Regions from separate parts of the Mus musculus genome. Here all the other regions are linked to region 4. A link is a contact called in public HiChIP or PLAC-seq data. All regions are on one chromosome and are shown on one strand. Each heading gives the region's core, a stretch centred on a gene start, on an enhancer-like site or on the middle of the called end of the contact. The rest is flanking DNA. Distances are from core to core; before and after follow the strand shown. Region 1 has its middle 200 kb from the start of Gm34552. Region 2 has its middle 46 kb from the start of Gm34552. Region 3 holds the start of 1700086L19Rik (RIKEN cDNA 1700086L19 gene). Region 4 holds the start of Kcnh5 (potassium voltage-gated channel, subfamily H (eag-related), member 5).

Evidence for each region. HiChIP or PLAC-seq counts read pairs in DNA pulled down with a chosen protein or histone mark.
Region 1: an H3K4me3 HiChIP or PLAC-seq map of neural tube shows a contact between it and region 4, with 3 times the contacts expected there. The contact joins the enhancer-like site here to the promoter of Kcnh5 in region 4. A contact is called at or near these places in 14 of 39 promoter capture datasets (the 3T3-L1 cell line, 3T3-L1-derived adipocytes, cranial neural crest and 8 more), 1 of 484 Hi-C or Micro-C datasets (uterus) and 7 of 115 datasets of contacts at active chromatin or transcription factors (astrocytes, embryonic forebrain, embryonic hindbrain and 4 more).
Region 2: an H3K27ac HiChIP or PLAC-seq map of SST interneurons shows a contact between it and region 4, with 9 times the contacts expected there. The contact joins the enhancer-like site here to the promoter of Kcnh5 in region 4. A contact is called at or near these places in 12 of 39 promoter capture datasets (the SN4741 cell line, cranial neural crest, embryonic stem cells and 7 more), 8 of 115 datasets of contacts at active chromatin or transcription factors (SST interneurons, craniofacial prominence, embryonic basal ganglia and 5 more) and 2 of 9 other capture datasets (adipose tissue and pancreatic islet).
Region 3: an H3K4me3 HiChIP or PLAC-seq map of embryonic stem cells shows a contact between it and region 4, with 10 times the contacts expected there. The contact joins the promoter of 1700086L19Rik here to the promoter of Kcnh5 in region 4. A contact is called at or near these places in 6 of 39 promoter capture datasets (the HPC-7 cell line, cranial neural crest, embryonic stem cells and 2 more), 1 of 484 Hi-C or Micro-C datasets (embryonic stem cells), 5 of 115 datasets of contacts at active chromatin or transcription factors (astrocytes, embryonic stem cells and stem cell-derived neural progenitor cells) and 1 of 9 other capture datasets (macrophages).

Annotation. Positions count from the first base shown.
Region 1 is chr12:74,515,408-74,518,107 of GRCm38.p6, forward strand. No RefSeq gene overlaps it. Among named protein-coding and RNA genes, the nearest start is that of Gm34552, 200 kb to the left of the region's middle. Within about 2 kb of position 1,329, at least 19 of the 459 cell types and tissues checked have an H3K27ac peak or open chromatin away from gene starts, as enhancers often do. A contact at or near this core is called in neural tube, where this site is marked.
Region 2 is chr12:74,361,969-74,364,789 of GRCm38.p6, forward strand. No RefSeq gene overlaps it. Among named protein-coding and RNA genes, the nearest start is that of Gm34552, 46 kb to the left of the region's middle. Within about 2 kb of position 1,288, at least 18 of the 459 cell types and tissues checked have an H3K27ac peak or open chromatin away from gene starts, as enhancers often do. A contact at or near this core is called in SST interneurons and forebrain, where this site is marked.
Region 3 is chr12:74,282,679-74,285,554 of GRCm38.p6, forward strand. It overlaps 1700086L19Rik (RIKEN cDNA 1700086L19 gene), which reads left to right and starts at 1,598. Exons shown (of 4, transcript NR_030735.1): 1 at 1,598-1,778; 2 at 2,837-2,876.
Region 4 is chr12:75,175,941-75,178,658 of GRCm38.p6, forward strand. Kcnh5 (potassium voltage-gated channel, subfamily H (eag-related), member 5) reads right to left here and starts at 1,392. Exons shown (of 11, transcript NM_172805.3): 1 at 516-1,392. The coding sequence starts at 588.

The DNA.
Region 1 (2,700 bases), core at 79-2,578, 660 kb before region 4:
TGGTGGCACAAATGTCATGAAGGTAACCAGTCACTTTCAGATTGGATTTAAAAACCCATTCCAGAAGACAAAAACCCATTCTACACTTGGCACCATTATAAAGGCCCAATTTATTTTTTAATATATCATAAGGCCCATGTGAAAGCTTACTACTACTGTTCTGCTAAACTGACATAGTATTAAATCAACTCTTAATGATTTATATTTATGCTCAATAGATTGATGTATCTCTTAACTCTCATCAGCTAATCTTTATTCTGCAGTAGGTGGTAGTACACAATTGGTTAAGATGTGGAGAATAAAATACTGTAGCCCTAAATGGGATGTCTATAAGAACTTCCTTCCTTCTAAGGCCCAGATATCATTGTATTTCTAAAACCAGAATATTTTCTTGTCCTGTATATCCTTGAACATGCATGTTAACGGGGATTAATGGCATTATTAAAGAAAAACCTACTATGATTAAAAACTAGATTGGGATAGTGCCAAGATTGACAGGGCTCTTGGCCTTCTGTGGAGGAAGCCAGGCTTACACAAAGCTTGGAAAAGCAGATGCTCACAGTCACACCTGCATACCGTGCCTCCTCCAAAGGTTAATAATGTCGTGTGTAGAGGCTTCTAGAGGGAAGAGTTTTATATTGTGTATTTACTTGAAAGGTCTAGAACATGGGAGAGATTTTCTGCCAATAATGTTCTGAAAGTTTCCAAAGCTGGAAGAATTGAGAACTGAAGACAGAACATGCAAAGACATAGAGTGGTCTGTAGTAGGATTTAGAGTGAGTCTGACCCATCACACGTCATCAGGTGAAAATATGCACAAAATATTATCTTCGCCTCTCTGCCATGCCTTTGCATAGAGGGTATCTTCTCATTATTGAACTCAAAGCAGGGCAGATAAGTGAGAATTTGGCAAACAGCTAGGTGCACGTTTTTGGTAGAGCTTATTGGCTTCATCCTGACTGCACCCATTTAAAGGAAACATAGCAATCACTTCAGAAGCAGGAGCAACACCATTGGATTTGAACCACAAGAACCTTCTCCCCTCCCCCAGCTTTCCTTTTCTCTGAAGAAAAGATTCCCATTGGGCCTCTTGTTTCTGTGTTAGTGTCTGCGTTCTGATGCTGATTCCACCCGGCAGGTCCTGAGTCCAGTCCTATGTTCTCATTTGTGTCCTGAATATATTTGGCAGTCACTGGTACTGTTACTGCTGATGATAAAGATGACATGGATCTTTTTGGGCAGGGATTCTCAGCTGTTGTCTGCTCTGAAACATCCAGTTAATGAGTTGAGCGAGTGCTGTGTGGGAGCTGGTGGGGCTGACAGATCCATTTGCTTCCAAAAGGAGCAGCTGCCTGTGACTGAGAGCTGAAGCAGCATAGCCCAAGGCAGGGCCATCCCCAGCCTGCTACTGACTGGCCTGCGACTCTGCCAGGATAAAGATATTCTAGCTGGGTGTGGGGTGATGGTTTTGAAAAATTTTTTTTTGATTTTTAATTTTTTTATTTTGTATTGAAAAAGATTTTTATATGGAATATGCCAATCATGGTTTTCCCTCCCCCAATTCCTCCCAGATCCTCACCACCTCCCCTCTCATCCAATTATACACTGTTTCTCATACTCTTAAACAAACAAGGAAGAAACCAATACACACAAACACACACACACACACACACACACACACACACACTCACACACAGAGACAGAGAGAGACAGAGAGAGAAAGAGAGAGAGACAGAGACAGAGAAAGAGATAGAGACAGAGACAGAGAGAAAGAGGCATACATTCACACCTGCATATGTACCTATATATAGAATCCAAAATCATAAAAATCCAAAACAAACAACCAAAATATACAAGCAAAAGACCCATAAGACAAAAAATCAAATACATAAACAAAGCAATATGTCACAAAAGTCTATAAAAATACCAATGCATTCATTTTGTGTTGGCCATTTACTACTGGGCATGGGCTGGGATGGTATTTTATTTCAAATAGAAAAATTTTCCATCTGCATGCTTAAATGTGGCCTGATGTAGTTTTATTCTCATCCATATAAATGGAGATATTTTTTCAAATGTCAGAAGTAGGGGGAAGAGATTCTTCATTCACAGTAAGTTTTCAGCCACTCTCAGGTTGGCAATAGCCCATGATATGCTTCCATCACATATTCCTGTGGGATATGAATTAAAATAGTAGGATGTGGTGAATGAAACCAGAGCTGCTGCAGTTGGGCTTTCACTGCCTTCATCGGAGGTGAGAGATGTCTAGTGTTTGACCCTTAATACCGCTCTTCTGCAGTGCCTTTGGTTTTCATGTCTATGCTCAACATGGAAAGAGTCAGTCCGAGATGAGAACTTTTATGGTCCTGATCTGAGAGTTGCTCCTGCCAGAGTGCTCAGCAAATGCTCCTCTCTTCACTCCCCCACCCCTGTCTCCCACAGTGATGGGGTGCGTAAAGGAGACATTGAGACTCCCTAGAAAGCCATAGGTAGTAAAAGCTGGGGAAAAATAACTAATATCATAAAGGAGCAGTGGAGTATAATACATGAATAAATATCTATGAAACGATTGATAAACAATACAGATGGAGGAAAAAAATAGACAAAGCTCTGTGGCCTTACAGAGGAATTAAAGTTTCTGTACATACTTTACTTATAGAGAAGTGTAGCGCAACTCTCTATTCATTAAATGAAGTCTGG
Region 2 (2,821 bases), core at 38-2,537, 810 kb before region 4:
ACAAACAAACAAATAAGCCATCTATACTATTTAAAGTCCCAGCGTCTGCCTAAGTCAGGCTGGGGCCACTCCCTTGTATTCTCTGTTTGTAGGCAGTTTTGTGATCTATCTGCATGCTGAGAAGTGCTTCCTACTTTGAAAGGTCTGGGCTGAAGGAGAGCCAACACACTGATAATTCTGCAGGCTGCAGCAGGCAATCAAACAGGCAGTTGAGGTGTGAAGTGGATAAAACCTTCCTTCCTGTGGGATTTGCTGAGATATACTGAGGGTTTTCTCTTATTTGATTGTTAGTTTCTCTCACTGGATCTTTCTGCGAACATCTCACACACAGACACACACACACACATGAGAGAGAGAGAGACAGAGGCAGAGAGAGAGAGAGTCAGAGACAGAGAGACAGAGAGAGAGACAGAGAGAGACAGAGGGGGGAGAGAGAGTAGAGTGAGAGAGATTACAGTTATGATGAACTCTAGCCTATCAAACATGCTATGCAATTGTTGATGCTTTGCAGTCCCTCTGCCTTTCTGGTTAAAGTTCAGTAAAAATCAAACCAGAAAGCAGACTCACTTCGAGTATAAATTTTAGCAAGTGAATTAGAGTAGGCAAAACATCATGCTTGCCAATTCCAAATTAAGGGTGGGTTGCACTGACATCTGTTTCTCATAGCCTTGTAAAGTTCTGCTGTGCCCATGCACTTATGGCAGCTGTGGTCACCTGCACAGGATCAAACCAGTTAACACTGTAGTATGGGTTATTAAAAATACAAAGAACATGAACTTCAGAGGTAGGGTAGGCTGGAGGAATCTGCAAGGAGTTACGGGAAGAGGTAGGGGGAAAAATGAGCAAAATATATCATATATGTAAATTAGCTTTGTTATTTTTATGTGATGAAAGACTGTATACACCCATATGTGTGTATGTGTCCTTCTGTCTGTCTGTCTGTCTGTCTGTCTGTCTGTCTGTCTCTCTCTCTCTCTCTCTCTCTCTCTCTCTCTCGGAAAGGATATGCATCAGTCTAAGCCCAGTGTAGATGGCCACACAGAACTGGATAGTGACCCACAGTGTAAGACCAACGATGACTACCTTACACAGATACTCGTGATGAGATCCTGTTTTCCTAGCCTTCCTGCCGCTTGCATGCATACTCATGTTGAAGGGCTCACTGCTCAGAGAGGCTTCTGTAACCTGTTTTTCTCCGTGACCCAATTTTAATGCTTCTCCTGGGAGAGAACTTCAAGCACATTTCTGCATATCAAGATGCAGCTGGGCACCAGCAGCCTTAGAATAATGCTTCTTGAAAAAGCCTAGGCTGTGCTGCTTAACGAAGCTCACTCTGCGCACAGTGACAGGAGAGCTAAGCCTCAGCATCTAAAACCATCCAAGCAAATGCCAATTTGGGCAAGGCGGATAAAGGGGTGTTATTAGAGGAGCTGCCTTCTTCATTTTAATGAACTCTTTCCTGAGGTTTATCTGGCCAAACGGCATAGTACCTAGAAGTGGGAACCTTTCCTTTCACTGTTCCAGAATCGCTGTCAAACACGGGTGATGAGGAGGGAAAACGAGTTGTAACTGGAGTTTGAAGATCTTTATGGTAAATCTCATGGACAATGCTGGCATTACGCTAGAATTCCTTCATCAGCAGCTGCAAAGCACTGCAGTCTCCTTTCCCTCCAAGAGACAAATGTTAAAGCCCGATCCTAAATACACTTAATTCAGGAGCATGGGGAGGGCGGGCTGTAAGAGGTGAATAGGTCATGAGGGTTGGGTCCTTATGAACAGGATTAGTCCTGATCCTCGAATATTTTGGATCATATGACAAAAATACCCTAGGCTTGGTTAGTTAAGGAAAACACACTTATGTGCCTCACTTTTCTAGAGGTTGGATGGTCCAGAAAGCATGACAACAGCATTCTGGTGAGGCCCCCTTGGCTATATCGCAGCACAGCAGAGTCAGAAAAGAGATGTGTGCAGAAGAGTGTCCATGAACATATAGGGTCTTGCTCTACAACAACCAGCCAAATGGCTGAATCCAGGCACACGTGGCTTGGTCCTCTTCTTTGAGAAGTAGTGATTCCTTTATGCGCTTGGAGCCTCTAGTAACAAATTATGCTCCAAGAAGCTCTCGACTTCAGGCTCCACCACATCAATACCAGCATGACTACACTGAGTGAGGACCAGACCTCCAACACACAGCCCCTGGGGACAAGCTATCTTAACACCTTAGCAGTATCTTTAAAAGAAGCAGGGTGGACTTGTTTTTCTATGATGTGAGGATACCAGGCCTCACCAGAGACTGGCCAGGGCTTTGGCTGAGCTATCCAACCACCAGAACTGTGAAATATTAAATTCTATTGTTTATAAGTTACTCAGATTAAGTTATGTTATTAAATAGCCCCAGATGGCTTAATACAAATATCAAACATCACCTAAGAGTGTCCCCCACGTTTAAAGCACTAATACAGAAAAAGGAGGAATGCACCAATGTTTATGGAACCAATATCAGCATCATCAATTCCAGACTTTTCAGAAGTCACCAAACAAGGGGCTGGAGATGGCACAGAGGTTAGTAGCACGCAGTGTTTGTGCAGGGCACCTGAGTTTGCTTCTCAGCACCCAAGTCTTGAAGCTCACAACGTGTAACTCCGTCTTCAGTGGATCCCGTTCGCTCCTCTGGACTCCCTGGGTACTTGCTTGCACTCAGATACACAATCACTATGTGCAGATATACATAGTTAGAAATAAATCTTAAAAAGCAGAAGTTACCAGACAAGGCAACTAGCGGTTTGGCTAAAACTACTCATATTTTTTAAAGGTTATTTTT
Region 3 (2,876 bases), core at 348-2,847, 890 kb before region 4:
CTGCTGGTTGTCTGGAGGATCACAACTGTTCTCAAAGTTCCCCCTTAGACGCATAACAGTAACTTTGTGATTATTACCTCCTTAGCCTACCTTGGCTATTTATTACTTCCTTATACATCTCCAGATTACCTCATGATCGTCTCAAACCTCAGGGCAAATACGCTTCCAGAGATTAAAGTTTGACAAAGGCATGAAGTAGGTACTGGAGACCTCTGAACTGTGGGATCATACTGTACCCCGCTAGCCTTGAAGATGGCTGCCCCCACCCCCACCCCTTAGTACTTAACCCAGTGCTATGCAGCAGCAGCCTGGCTTGGATCTAAACACAGTATTTCTTTCTAAGTGAGTCCCAGGGGTGCTGATTTCCATCCTGGCCCTGGCCCTGGCCCAACTCTCTAGGGAGCCAGGGAAATTCTGTACTCCTTTCTTAGGAGAAATTTATCATCAAGGGAGCATGCTAAGCAGAATTTCTTTACTAGGTATTTTGGTTTCCTTTCTTGAATTTGCTCATTGGCTTCTCAGATGTTCCCACTTTGAGGTTCTTGCAGTCTTCTTTTTTTTCTTTCCCCTCAATAAAATAAAACCATTTCACAACAGCCACGGTGAGGATGAGAAGCAATGGTCAAGAATACAAACAAAAACTGAATCAAAATAAGCTCTATCAAGAAATTGGAGAAGCTGCAAACCTTTGTGGAAACTACATTAAAGCAACAATGACTGAAACATATGTAGTTTCCCCAGTATCCTTTGTGGAAAGTACCCTTTTGAGGTGCATTTAAAAAGATAGATTTTATTTGCCTTTTGAGAACTTAATACAGGTATGCAATGTGTTTCGACCATATTCATTTCCCACTCCCGGGACCACTATCCCTGGAAACCCCTACATCTTTCTTCCAACTTCATGTCATTTGTGTGATTATTTTTTATAGAACATTTCATATTAATTGAAGGGTTTATTCTTCTCTCATTTAGATGAAGTCTAATGGTATAGAGGCAGAACACTAGACCATGGGAACACCCCATGGAAACACTCCCCCTCGTCTACCCGGTGCCATCCTCCCGTTTTTAGGAGGTAGCCATATAGGGTGCCCAAAGGAATTAGACTCAGGATTGAGTTTCATGGATTAATATTTCCCTCTTTCAAGTCTGTCAATTGCTCAAACCTGCTTGTAGTAACAGGAACACAGTGGGACACAGTCCCGGAGCCAAAGGATCCCTCACACCTTTAAATGCAGTTCCACCTCTGTCCCCATTCAACTTCCATGGGGACACCAATCCAGCCTCCAGTGAGTGACCGTTTTCTGGGACGCGAGACTCCTCTTAACGCTCAGGCCCGCGACGCTCCCGCTCCCGTGTCGCCAGCTCTCCTGGACCAAGTCAGTGTGACCCGTGGCTGGACCCCTCGTTCTCAGCCTTCCTTCCCGGTAGAGCTCCCAGTCTGGCTCTCAGTAGCCCCCTCTGGCGCCCGAGACCTTCAGGAAAGTTGCTTCGGGCGGTGGAGGGGCGTCATCGCCTCCTAGCAACGCTCCTAGCAACCGGATAACATCTGCTCCCTTTGGTCCAATGCGCGCCTAGAAAAGCCGCGCGCCCGCCTCGCGTTCTGAGCCGGAGCGAGAGGCGCTTCAGAGAAGGAGGGACCGACCTGCAGGAGCCGGCCGCCCCGCCGAGCTGCAGTCGCTGCCGCCGCCGCTGTCGCTGTCGCTGTCAGAACCCGTCCGAAGAGTGACACCTTCGCGAAAAAACAGGAGCTGTGAAACATTTGCACACGCAGTCTTCGGGTAAGTGGACCCCTCTCAAGGTTTGCCAGGACCCCTCCAGCCAGGCATCTGACCCGAGGCCCAGAGAAGACGCGTTCCCTACGGCTGGAGGTTAGGGACTTGGCCTCGGATCCCACCCTGCCCCCAGCCACTGAAAAGTGACTAGCCACTGGTCCCGAATAACTTGATTTGATTTTTTAAATGCCAGGATTGGATATTGAGACTCCCCCTCTGTTCGCTACTGTCTGTTAGTGCTTAGAAGTTTTCCACCTTCCTTGATTTTGCTTTGCCTGGCTGCCCGAGGCTGGAGAGCTGGAGGCAGCTCCCAAAGGCAGCCCGTGGTTATGGATAAAACGACACGAAGTAGGCTCCACGAAATTCAGTCAACACGGGCTTCTGTTTTAGGTCCTCATCTGGAAAGGGTCCAGCTGGCCAGGAGCAGTGGTTCACTGGTCCTCAGCCTCCTGAGCAGTAACCATAGTAACTCACCTCTCTAGATGGGATCGTCCTTATTGGATGCCCGTCTTCCCTTGGAAAGCCCGTCTCTCTAAATATAGAAGATGATGAGATCCGTGAGCACACAGCCATGCAGACTAGGTGTGGTTAAACGGAACCCTTTGCTGAGAACTATCTTCAAACGTGGAGCAGCTACTTCAGACCTTGCCAGAAAGAGTCAGTATGTCAGAGAAAGAACAAGTTATGGTGTTTTGAGTTAATTGCTTTGTTATTTTGGAGGGTGATGCAGCCTAAAATTATACAAGAGCTGGCTGTGATTTTTTTTTTAATCACATTTCCCCAAAATAACCGCTCGAGTAAATCACTGACAAGATGAACTATTGTGCACTTTTCAGATCTCTTAGGGGGAGTTGACGTCGCTCCTACTTAAACTTAAGTGATCCTGAGTTTGAAGGTTTATCTTTCTTTCTAAACCATGTCCCAGATCGGCCCCACCTCAAACGTCTCAGTGCCGCCCCCCATCCCCACCCCACCCGCCTTCTCCTGCCCTGATAACTTATTCATGTCCCTGCATCCCTGATTCTTTAGAGGTGTCTTATGCCAGTATGTCTCCTTGTTTCAAGATCCCAGGTCCCCATTCATGAGCCCGAGGCTGTGAGACAT
Region 4 (2,718 bases), core at 142-2,641:
CCAAGCACTGACTGTTTAGGATTCAATTCCGACTACTCGCCCTAAGGCAGGGTACTTTCAGTTGTGCACAGTGGGTCCAAAAGCCATCCTAGTGACTTAAATTTGATGAAGTGGCCACTTTCCCAGTCATTCCCAACTTAAAAGGAAAGCTTCCTCCAAAAACTGGCTCTAAGAATTTGGTCAGCGCTTGCAGCTTGTTTGGGGAGCGATGGGACAAGGAGCGATTCATCATCAAAGTGAAATTCAAAGCTATTTTGATGGACCTCCGCTCTACCCACCCCCTTTCCTAGCTCCTACTCTAAGGTCTGGACAGGTGGGAGGGGGTACATCTCTCTTAGGAAACAGATGCAACTTAAGTCCCTCCACCACCTCCTTCCCGGCCCCCACCCACCCTAAGCCACCAGGTACCACTGCCTACACCCCCTCCCCCCTTAGAAGAGGGATGGGATGGGCAGGACGGGGGCGCCGTGGGCGGGATGAAGGTAGGGAATGTTCTGAACTGCAACTCTCCTTACCACTGGAGCGCCTGACGATGTTCTCCAAAAATGTGTTCTGCGGAGCCACCAGCCCTCTCTTGCCCCCCGGCATCCTGGGTCTGGAAAGCAGCGGCCAGGATCCGCGGCGGGGGAGGGGGGGAAGCAGGAAGAAAAGGTGGAAGAAGAGGAGGAAAAGGTAGTGGAGATGGTGCTGAAAGAAAAGGGGGCGCGGCGGCGGCGGCGGGGTCCCCTGAGTGTGTCTCCAGCCCGACCCGGATGAGCAGCTCTGGGAAGGAGGACCAAGCAGTTCATGGTAGTAGCGCTCCCCCGGCCGCCGCTGCCCAGACTGTGGCGGTGCCGCACACGGGGCTGGGGAACTGCAGGCTCCGCCGGGCACAGTGCGCCTGCGCCGCCCCCGCTGTCGCTGTCCCGCCGGTGCTGATGCTGAGGCTGCTGCTGAAGATGCTGCCGGGGAGGCAGGAGCCCGGACGCGGGCTCAGCATTTCTCCCTCTGCCCCGCGCCCGGGCTCTGGGAGAGAGCGAGGAGCAACTCGACTTCCCTCTCCCCACCCCTAGCCCAGGCTAAGACCCCATTCCTTAGCTCTCTGCTCCCTTGGTCTCCTAGCCCACCCTTCTCACTCAGCTGTTTCACAGCTACCCAGGGCAGCCAAAGTTCTGTCCAGGCTTTGCGAGCGCCTAGTGGCTGCTCCTTTCTCCAGGAAGATCCAGACAAGTGCTCGCTGGCTGGTGCGGGCTGTTGTTCGCGAGGCAGGCACCAGAGAGGGAAATGGCAATCTCTGGGGAGAGCAGGTCACATCTCAGCTTCTCCTGCTGCCGCTGTCCGAAACCCCAGCAGCTCCGGAGGACTCGGGTCCTGGGGCTGAGATGCAAGAGGGCTCCTGCTCTAGCCCAGACTGTGCGCCGAGTAGGAAGTGACTGGGTGGCGCTCGGGGACGCGGAGCAGCCACCTGACGCTGCTACCGCCCCCCTCCGGGCTCTGGCGCCTGAAGCCTCCACACGGGAGCTTTCTACACCCTGAGAAACCCCACTATTTGGAGCAGAAGCCAGATGGAATATGAGAGCAGAGCTGGCACCCGGAATGGCCCTGCGCCCCAGGCTGGATTTGGCGCGCGAGGGGTGGGGAGGGAGGTTGGCTCTGACACAGCCTCTGGAGAGCTACCCCAGGGCTGCTAAGTACAGGAGAACAGGAAACCGGATCCCCCTACCCAAACTTGGAAAAAAGAAAAAAGAAAAATAAGAGTTCACTTAATGCTCGATGCTAGCAGTCCAAAGAGAGAGTCAACAATTCAGACAAGAGCGCGAGCAACCGGCAGCGCTTGCGTGGAAAAGTGGTACAAGCTGAGAGAATAAAGCTGCGCAAGGCTGGGGAGAGGCCGCCCTCCTCTACATTCAGGACCTGGACCGGAGTGGGACTGTTAAAAAGCGGTCTAAAAGCAGGGGGCAGCCACACGAAAGGGAAATTTCCACAAGTGAGAAAGGGACCGGAAGACATGAAAAGAAAGGGGGAGCCCAAAGAGCTTGGCAGCCCCTTCTTTTGTGAAAGGCGCTGTTTTTGCTCCAGGCTACAGCATTAGCATCCCCTAAGAAGTCTTGACATGCAAATTTGGGGGCCTTATCCCTAAGTAGGGGCGCTAAGAACTCTGAGGATGGAGTTTATCAATCTGTTGGTAATAAACCCTCTGCCTAAATATGATACCCAAGCCACAAGCGTAGGGCAACCCTAAACTTCCCTTTAGGAGACTCCACCTGGGCCTGTGGAGTCAAGAACCCTCTGGGAACAGAAAAGGCTCTGAGTTGGGGGAGAGGCAGGGGGCAAAGGGTAAAGGTTAGTTGAATGATACATCTTGGTTGCTGGGGTCAAGCTACCCAGGGCGAGGTAATCTTTGTGGAAATGATTGCCTGTCAAACAGAGGGCATCCTGAGAGTAAGAGCAGCAGCATCTACTTGCTACCTACGGGCCTGTGACAGTGAAATACTCCTCCATTCACTGGCCTTTAAAGTGCTCTCCCTAGCTCTCTGTCTCTCTGTCTGTCTCTGTCTCTGTCTGTCTCTTGCTCGCTCTATCTATCTATCTACCTACCTACCTACCTACCTACCTACCTACCTACCTACCTATCTATGTATCTATCTCTGGCAGAGAGTTAAATGTAAAGCCAGGATCCAGGTTTTACCCTACGGTAATTTTTCTTTCCTCCAAAATTTCCGCTCCCCACCCAGAGCC